Regions from separate parts of the Rattus norvegicus genome. Here region 1 is linked to region 2. Evidence: chromatin contacts called from public Hi-C data. All regions are on one chromosome and are shown on one strand. Each heading gives the region's core, a stretch centred on a gene start, on an enhancer-like site or on the middle of the called end of the contact. The rest is flanking DNA. Distances are from core to core; before and after follow the strand shown.

Region 1 (4,249 bases), core at 977-3,476, 50 kb before region 2:
CTACCCAAGGAGCACCAGATCTAAGACCAGGCTAGAGCTGTTCCCCTCCCTACCAAGGGATTCCAGGTATTTGTGGTCACGAGTGACCAGGCCAGAAGTTTGGAAGATGGACTCAGGCTTTGGGCTGTAGCTTGAACTCTGGCCCCTGCCTAAAAAATATAAAGGGTGTGGTCACAGCTTTCTCGTTTCCTGGCTTTGTGAAGTTCATAAGAATCACTTATGAACTAGGACCAGAATTATGATGTAGGCTAGAAAAAAATAACAGAAATGTTGATTATTTTAAAAACTTAGAAATGTATTGGATTTGTTTTACTTAAATCTAGTGACCTATTTGTAATGTAACTGAATCCACTTGTTTTCTAAATCTTTCCACTGAGACTTCAAAAATACTATTAGAGACAACATTTACTAGTCCTTGCTGCTGGGTGAAAGGTAAAGCCAAGAGTAGAGGTGGGAGGCAGAGATGTGTTTTCTTGGATTCCCTCTGCCTTCCTTCCATCCCCTGTGGGAATGGGAGGGTCGGAGGAATTTTATACAACAGCAGGACCTCCTAGTGTTGCCTTAACTGAGAGCACACAGGGGTGACAATTTACTCATGGGATCATTTGGTATTAAATTATAATCAAAATTTAAACATAAACCTCTTAAAGAGAAAGATGTGGTGTGTGTTGGTATCTGGAAGCCTGAGGACTTTACGTGTTCACCTAATTCTCTCACTGAATTTGGAGCTAGGCTGGTTGGTGTCTCTACCCCTCACAGAGCGGGAGTTACGGGAAACTGCAACCATGACCAGCTTTTCACATACATGCCAGGATCTAAAGCCAGGTCCTCATGCCTGCACAGCAAGCACTCTTCCCCACCGAGCCACCTCTCCAGCCTTTATGCCCATCTTCGAAGAAAGCAGCTCACAGACTATTGGTTAAAATCTAGAATGTTCCCTCACAATCCCCACGAGTTACATCGTTGGCTCAGATCTTTCTCTAAATTTTAAGGAATACTTGACCCTTTTCATTTTTCCTGATTGTAAGAACTGTCACCATTTGACCACTCATAGTAACAAGCTGTCCAGGGTGTATGTTACACTAAACTTTCTGCCAAGTAGAACATGACGTCAGCGCAGCCCTTGACAGACATAATGCCAGTGTGGGACGGGGATACACTAACGCTTTCTGTAAAGGACCAGCCAGGGAATAAACATTTCAGGTTTTGTGAGCCACACTGGTTAGAACCATTCAGTTCTGCCACTCAAGAAGTTATAGGACATAGATAAGCAAGTTATCCTGGCTGCGATCCAATAAAACTTTAAAAAAAAAAACCAAAAACCAGAAATTGTTATCTATACGTGTGTCCAGGAGATATTGTTTGTAGATTCTTGTTCTAGACATCCCAAGAATGTAAGCATCTAGGAGTGATTACCAAAGGAGAACCACAGTGGCCAGCAAATTCAAGAACCTGGACGTCACACCCCCAATTCTTACAGAATCTGTGAAACCAAGGTATCTATTTTATGAGATTTTTAAAAATGGCCCCAGTCCTTGATCCGCCCTGCTCTTTGGAATAGAGCCAACCTTCAGAGTAAATTGTTCCTGTGTCCGTCCACACAACTGTTGTACTGTCAATCCACAGGTACTTGGTGGTCTGAGTTCTAGTCTAGGCCCTGGCCACATGCTAGCACTGGTTATATCACAGTGAGGAGGCCAGTCTAGCCTTAGCTCAAAAGCTTTTGTGCCTGAGTCACGAGATTGGGAATCATCCCATCTGAGTTCTTCTAATTCTATCGATATACTCCCTGAGCTTCTGCTTCCTCATCTGAACACTGCACAAGCTGACATGGAGCAGCTCTCCAATCCCTTTCAACTCTGAGGCTCCACCAGGCTGAGACCAGCCAGTTCCTGAATACCTTTCAGGTCAAGGTAGTCAGCCCAAGATAAGCCACATACACTCAAGTGCATCCTTTTGATCTCTGTCATTAACTTTTCCTCTAAGCTGTGATACTGGTAGATTTCTTGCCTGGCTTCTCCTTGATCTAGGGCTCTCTCTGTCTCTGTCCCCTTACAGAGATCCATGACAACACTGTTACAACCAGCTTGTCAAGTGTGGTGACATCTGCATTCCTGACATTCCAATCTGGAGATGGTCTTTTTATAGTCCACGAGGTGGGAGGATGCAGCCATGGCTGCAGCCCAGACAGGATGAATTTAGAATTGTAAAACTGGGTGGAATATGTTGTCCTTAATCTGAATAAAGTTCCTCCAGTCTGGGACTGTTTCCCCAACAGCTCCATCATGTCTCTTGTTGGTTCCAAGAAGAAGAGGGTTCAAAGAAAGTGCCTAGTGACCTCACTAGCAGGCTTGCCAGCACCTCTTGATAATTAGCCCATCCGAGTCAGACCTGCCCTGTTCTGCCTCCCATGATAGACAGTAATTTGGAACCCACTCTAAAGAATCGGCAGTGTCAGCTGCAGCCTCCAAGGGCTTTGGATAAGTTAAGGGTTGGGGCCCTGCCACCGACAGACTTACTAATTAAACGGTTCTTTGACAAGAAGTGCAGTCTCTTTGCTCACCCTGAAATCTCTATGGTTTGGGCATCTCAGAGGGAAGCCAGCCTCTTTCCCCTAGATTTATTTACTAGATTTCTTCTTTCACATTCATTGACCCCTCCATGTGGTAAGTCAGCCTCTGGGTGGTTCAATACTAGGGCCTTTCAGGTTGGAAGAAGCTGATAGTGAATGTTCACTTGAGTGTGCATGTGTGTCTGTGCACATGTGCATGTGCTCATGTATGTAAATGCAAGAGGTTGACATATCTTCCTTGATATTCTTGACCTTACTTTTTGAAAAAGACTCTCTCACTGAACCTGAGTTTGCTGACTGAGTAGAATGGGTGCCCATTGAACTCCTGGGATTGGCTTGTCTCTGCCAGCTCTGGGCTGGGGCTAGAGATGTCCTCTGTTGGTCCGTGGGTCCTCGTGCTTGCACTAGTGTGAGGAATCTGAGTTCATACTCGCTCAGCAATGACTGTACTGCTTGAGCCATCCCACGTCTTGAGTAACTGTTTTTTGAGGATTGCTTATAGAGTAATATGAGGGGACTGTTCGAATGAAACATTATAAAGCCAGGATTATGTCGTCGTCATAGCAATGGACACAGACTGCCCCCACAACCACATGTGACTACTGCACACTGCCACTAGAATCCCCTTCTATTCCCTTCCGTGTTCTTAGAGGTACTTTTCGGGGGTAGTGTCAAGCCTACTGGCTCACAGCTTCAAATCCGATGACCCTCCCCATCTCCTCTTCGGCTACCAAATCCTTAATGAAGCCCTGATCACCCGAAACGAACAGATGCTCACATCTCCCTCTCATCCTCCTGGCTGGATCAAACTGAGCCAGCTCCTTCTCGACATAGTACAGGACCTTCATGGAGTCTCTCTCTTTGTCAGCTTGGATCCGGTAACCTTTGCGAACTGTGGAAGAAAGCACAGGAGGGTGAGCTAAAAACAGAAAACGAAAAGGAGGCCTCCACTCATTTTTACCAAGCAGAAACCACAGTTCCCAGTCAGAACAATCACCCAGAAATAATAAACCACAGTTTATACACGGGGGGGTACACTTCAGATCCTCCATCAGAGGACGTCATCGGGACGTAGATCCTGGAGGTCAACAAGCAAATCCACCGCAGTGCGCTTTTCAGTCATTTGCTAGTTTCCCTCCTGTCGTCTGAACCTCTACAGCTATGCTAAAGGCTCCTCTCTGCATGGCTTTTGAGTTCCAGCGGAGGAGCAAGCTCACGCTATCCAGAAGGGAAAGAGACCCCATTCTCGGTTGAGGGCACATGTCAGTCTCCAGCGTGAAGTCCTTACCTTCGCTTGGTAGAGGTGCACTAACTTTAAGACAGACAGATCTCCAAGCATCCCAGACTCCCACAGAGGCAGGCTGAAAGCCTCTAGTTGCCTGGGAGATGGGGGGGAAAAATCCCTTAAACTGGATGGTGCGTGCCTAAGAGCTAATATTAGATTCTAGACTACATACACAGAGGCACAAAACAAGCCGCACAACAGAGAGATTTCTAATCACACTTCCAGCTTATTTCCTTAGCATTTTCCTTTTAGGAAAAGGGATGCCACATTTCAGATGTGACTAATTTAACTCGACCTGCTGCTCTGTGGTTAGAAACAGGTGGGTTTATTTTCCAGGGCTTAATAAAATCCCCCCCCCCCCAAAAAGCAGGGGAAATAATCCTATCCCCTAG
Region 2 (4,212 bases), core at 1,597-4,096:
AGAGCCACTGTTTCTCACAGCCCCTGCTGCCAGGGAAGACTGAATCCGAAAGGCCTCCAGGGGAGGGACAACGACTGAAGGAGCCCTCTTCAAGTCTCATTGCTAGATGGCACCTGTTGCTAAACTAGCAGCTGGTAGGCATTTTGTTTTGTTCAGAACATCAACAACGCCACCAATCTATTGCAGGAAGTAGCATTGCAGTGACAATGAGAAATCATGTGGCTAAATCCGTAGCAGGAAAAAGTACTGGATTTCAGTAATGGAAAGACAAGGAAGCAGCCATTGCAGCCTGAGGAAAAGAACCCAAGTGTTGATTAGAAATTACTCAGCCTGCCTTAAAGCAAAACAGGGGAGTAGAATGGTGAGCGAGGGAGCATGGGAGGGGAGAGAGGGAGGGAGGGAGAGAAAAGAGGAAGGAGGGAAAGGATGAATGTGGTTTGTTCTTGGCTCTGTCTCATTTTTAATCTGCTTTTTGTCTCTCTCCCTCTCCCTTTTACCTTGTCTCAGGAGAGAATCTATTGATTGGGCTGGACCAGAATGTCTTACCTTTCCTCATATGGTTCCTGTGTGAGGGATGAGTCTAAATCCTGCTCATCCTTGACTGCACCTCTCTCCTCAGGCCCCTTCCCCCGCAGCAGCCATTGTTAGTGCCCTCATACTGTGGAGGGACTGAGAGGCTCCTTGTCCATCGGCACCTCTGACAGCGGGGGGGGGGGGGGTCAGGGGATGGCAGAGGGTAGTCAGTGGCATCCCAAGGGGCAGCCTCCCTTGCACATCACCCCTGCCATCTGACACTGCTGAGACTCCCTGACAAGTAACCTGTTGCCTGTTTCCAGGCAGAGCCAGCTCTCCAGGTGCAGAAGGCAGAAGGCACAGACAATGCAGCACCTCCCTCCATGCAAAAATAAAGCACCAGAGCTTCCCACCAGAAACCCAGGGAAGCAGGTGGAGCTGGTGTACAGAAGTCTGGCTGGGGCCCTGGGGGACCGTAGTGCACTCCAGATTCAAATACGCATACTGTCCCTCTGCACCAAGGTGGGGCTGAGCTAGATTTCCCGTGGTCCCCCCACTAATAGGTTTCCATTTCATAAGAACCTGTTAGCCATCTAGAGAGACCATATGTTTTTCTCCCACTCTCTCTGAGTGGGCAGACCCAGTATGGGGGTGGGGGTCATCCAGAAAAGCATCTCTGACTCATGGACCTCCTAAGATGCCCTCCTGACTTCAAAAGCCATGACACAGGCCGCAAGTCCAAGTCCCCTGGAAGATGGTAACTGAGAAAGGGGTAGAGGCAATTCCGAGCTAGGATCTGTGAGGGCGGCAGTGGAAAGCACTGGGAGGCCAGAGAAGGCAGAAGCGTGGATCAGCCAAACCCTGGAATTAGATGATTCATATTTGAATAATGTGGGAGGGATGAACTCAGAGCAGCCAAGATAAGAGGCTAACTCTGTTGAGGGTGCCACCCCCCACCTCATCCCAGCTGGGGGCAAGAGCGCTGTTAGGGCGACGGGGAAAGGGCGACGGGGAAAGAAATCAGACAATTGATAATTTCATTCTGAGGGTAAAAGAAGAGGGAGCATCTGCCTTCCTCCCGTTCCAGGGATTTGTTTCAGCTATTTTAAGCTGGATCCCATTTTCCTAGTGTCTCCATCTCACCCCACCCTTCTGCATCCCTCTGGAGCTGGTGGATACCCCAGAGGAAACAAACTTTTTTCTTCTTGCAGCCTTTTGCTCTCTTCTCTTCTGCCTGTGACTGACCGGATCCTATCAAGCGTGACCTTTTGACACCTTATTCTGTTTCCTCCACTGTCTCTTTGGTTGCCTCTGACTCACCCCCGGCCATCCGAACCCTCCTCATCCTGTCCCATTTTCCCTTCAGCGGGGCTGTGAATCTGTGGTGGCCACCCCAGGGCCACTTGTTCCTTAACCCAGAATTGCAGAATTGTACACAGTGTTACAAACAAGGGCTTCTCCTGACACCAGAAGATGGGAAGAAAGTTCACAAAAGGAGAGGTGCACCAGAGGCATCTCCAAAGTTACCTCAGAGCCTCCATGCAAATTAACCTTGTTGGGGGGAGGGGCGTTGTCGTTCTTCTTCTCCAAATGGCTCCGGTAAGACTGATCAGGCCTTAAATTCCAGGGCCAATCAAGCCTGTTCTTCATCTTCCCAAACCCCTTCCCCTGCAGCCGGAGAGCCCCAGAGAAGGCCTCTGGGTCTCCCTCCTTCTCCCGGGAAGTAGCTGGAGAGACACTCACTCCCCTACCCCCTCCTCCAGAAAACCAGTGCTGTTAATGAATCAACCCCTTCTGAGCTTTCCCCAGGCTTTGCCCAGGACTCGAGCCTAAGAAACTCGGAGAAAGAAGGAGGAAGAGCCATTGTCTGGAGGGGAAATAGACATCCCAAGAACAGCCTCATAGCGGTAGTGAGTCAAACACCTGCATCTCCATCCAGTTCTTTGCCTCCCCCACCATCCATCCATCCACACACACACACACACACACACACACACACACACACACACACACACACACACACACAGGCTAAGCAGCGCTAACACACCGTCAAAAAGGAGGAAAACGAGGCTGGAGTGGAACACCACCACTGTGGGAATACATATAAAGTTATCCGTCTCTGTAGCAAAGGACTCTTCTTACCTGTTAACCAGAAGACAGCGGTCCACCCCAACACGACCCTATCCATTTTCCCCAACTTCCCATTCAGATCCAGAGTGGGGAAAGCTGGCAGCGGCTGGCACGCTAGGATCTCGATGACCTCGCGGCAGCAGGCGGCGGCGGAGCGCGGGCCCAGCGCGTCCCTGGCGCAGCAGCCCTCGGGGCTGGCCGCGCAGCCCGGCCCCGGGCGCTGAACGCCGCCGCCTGCGAGAGGCGCGCTGCCGCCAGCTCCAGAGTCCGCTTGGGCTGCGGGGGCCGTTCCCGCACGCACAAGCAGCGCGGTGCGGGGCGAGCGACTCCCCGCAGCAGAGCTCGCCGCGCGGGGGAGCTCGACCGCCGCGCCGCCGCCCGCGCCGCCGCCGCCCGCCAAAGTTTCTCAGTCACGTGCTAGGGGCTAGTCCGGGGTCTAGGAGGTCAGCGCCTCCTGTGGCGGGGGACTGCGGTCCACACTCTACTCAGGCCACCATGCAGGACCCCATGTCTCCATCTGCTCGTGGCAACCTTACCTTTAGGGACAGAAAGGCTACAAGGACTTGGCATAACTTCTCCTGGGGCTCAGACCTACGTGGGTTTTGTTTGTTTGTTTTCTGTGTATGGTTTGTTTTTTGTTGTTGTTTTGTTTTGTTTTCTGTGTCCTATCTGATGCATTCTGGTTCAAAGAATCAAGAGGCCTCAGCCAAATTGGAATCCACAGGGGAGAAACCCACTAGGCAACATTTTTTTCCTGTTAACAGAAAATGGGTTTTTAAGAGAGAAAGAGAGAGAGAGAGAGAGAGAGAGAGAGAGAGAGAGAGAGAGAGAGAGAGAGAGAGAGAGAGAGAAGAAGAAGAAGAAGAAGAAGAAGAAGAAGAAGAAGAAGAAGAAGAAGAAGAAGAAGAAGAAGAAGAGGGAGGAGGAGGAGGAGGAAGAGGAAGAGGAAGAGGAGGAGGAGGAGGAGGGAAGGGGAGAGGAGAGGAGAGGAGAGGAGAGGAGAGGAGAGGAGAGAGGAGAGGAGAGATTGAAATGGCCTACACCTATATATTCGCCATTTGCGAAGCACATTTCCATGGGTTATGCCCACTTTTAAAATGGAGTTGTCTCCTGTCTGTTGGGAAATACTCACAATACATTGAGAAAGCGCTGAGAAACGCTTGCTTGGGTTAGCAAATATATACGAAGGTTCTCCTAGGCTCTAACAACTAAGGCTACAGGATGAGTAATGGTGTAGGCTCCGTGTCCTTGAGGAGCCTCATCTTGGGTCCAGGCAAGGAAGAAGGCCAGACTATGGGGTTGGGGAATTAGCTCAGTGGTAGAGCGCTTGCCTAGGAAGCGCAAGGCCCTGGGTTCGGTCCCCAGCTCCGAAAAAAAGAACCAAAAAAAAAGGCCAGACTATTAAAGGCAGGATGCATATTCGCTGTAAAAATTGTGCCAGTGTCATCTTGGGAAAGACAGGGAAGAGATCGGGTGGACTCAGGAAAGAGCAAGTTAGTGCCAGGGGTGGGGCTGATGACCACAATAAAAGAGACAACTGCGTTAGCACTTGAAAGATGGGACAAGATT

What was found. A called contact is a pair of places that touch in the nucleus more often than the background predicts.
Region 1: a Hi-C map of prefrontal cortex shows a contact between it and region 2, with 1.7 times the contacts expected there. The contact joins the enhancer-like site here to the promoter of Ildr2 in region 2. A contact is called at or near these places in 2 of 12 Hi-C or Micro-C datasets (frontal cortex and prefrontal cortex).

Annotation. Positions count from the first base shown.
Region 1 is chr13:81,099,673-81,103,921 of GRCr8, reverse strand. It overlaps Ildr2 (immunoglobulin-like domain containing receptor 2), which reads right to left. Exons shown (of 11, transcript XM_008769713.3): 7 at 3,351-3,464. LOC120096307 (a long non-coding RNA gene) reads left to right here. Exons shown (of 4, transcript XR_005492613.2): 1 at 1-1,496. Among named protein-coding and RNA genes, the nearest start is that of Ildr2, 50 kb to the right of the region's middle. Within about 2 kb of position 2,226, at least 17 of the 93 cell types and tissues checked have an H3K27ac peak or open chromatin away from gene starts, as enhancers often do. A contact at or near this core is called in prefrontal cortex, where this site is marked.
Region 2 is chr13:81,050,357-81,054,568 of GRCr8, reverse strand. It overlaps Ildr2 (immunoglobulin-like domain containing receptor 2), which reads right to left and starts at 2,846. Exons shown (of 11, transcript XM_008769713.3): 1 at 2,656-2,846. The coding sequence starts at 2,701.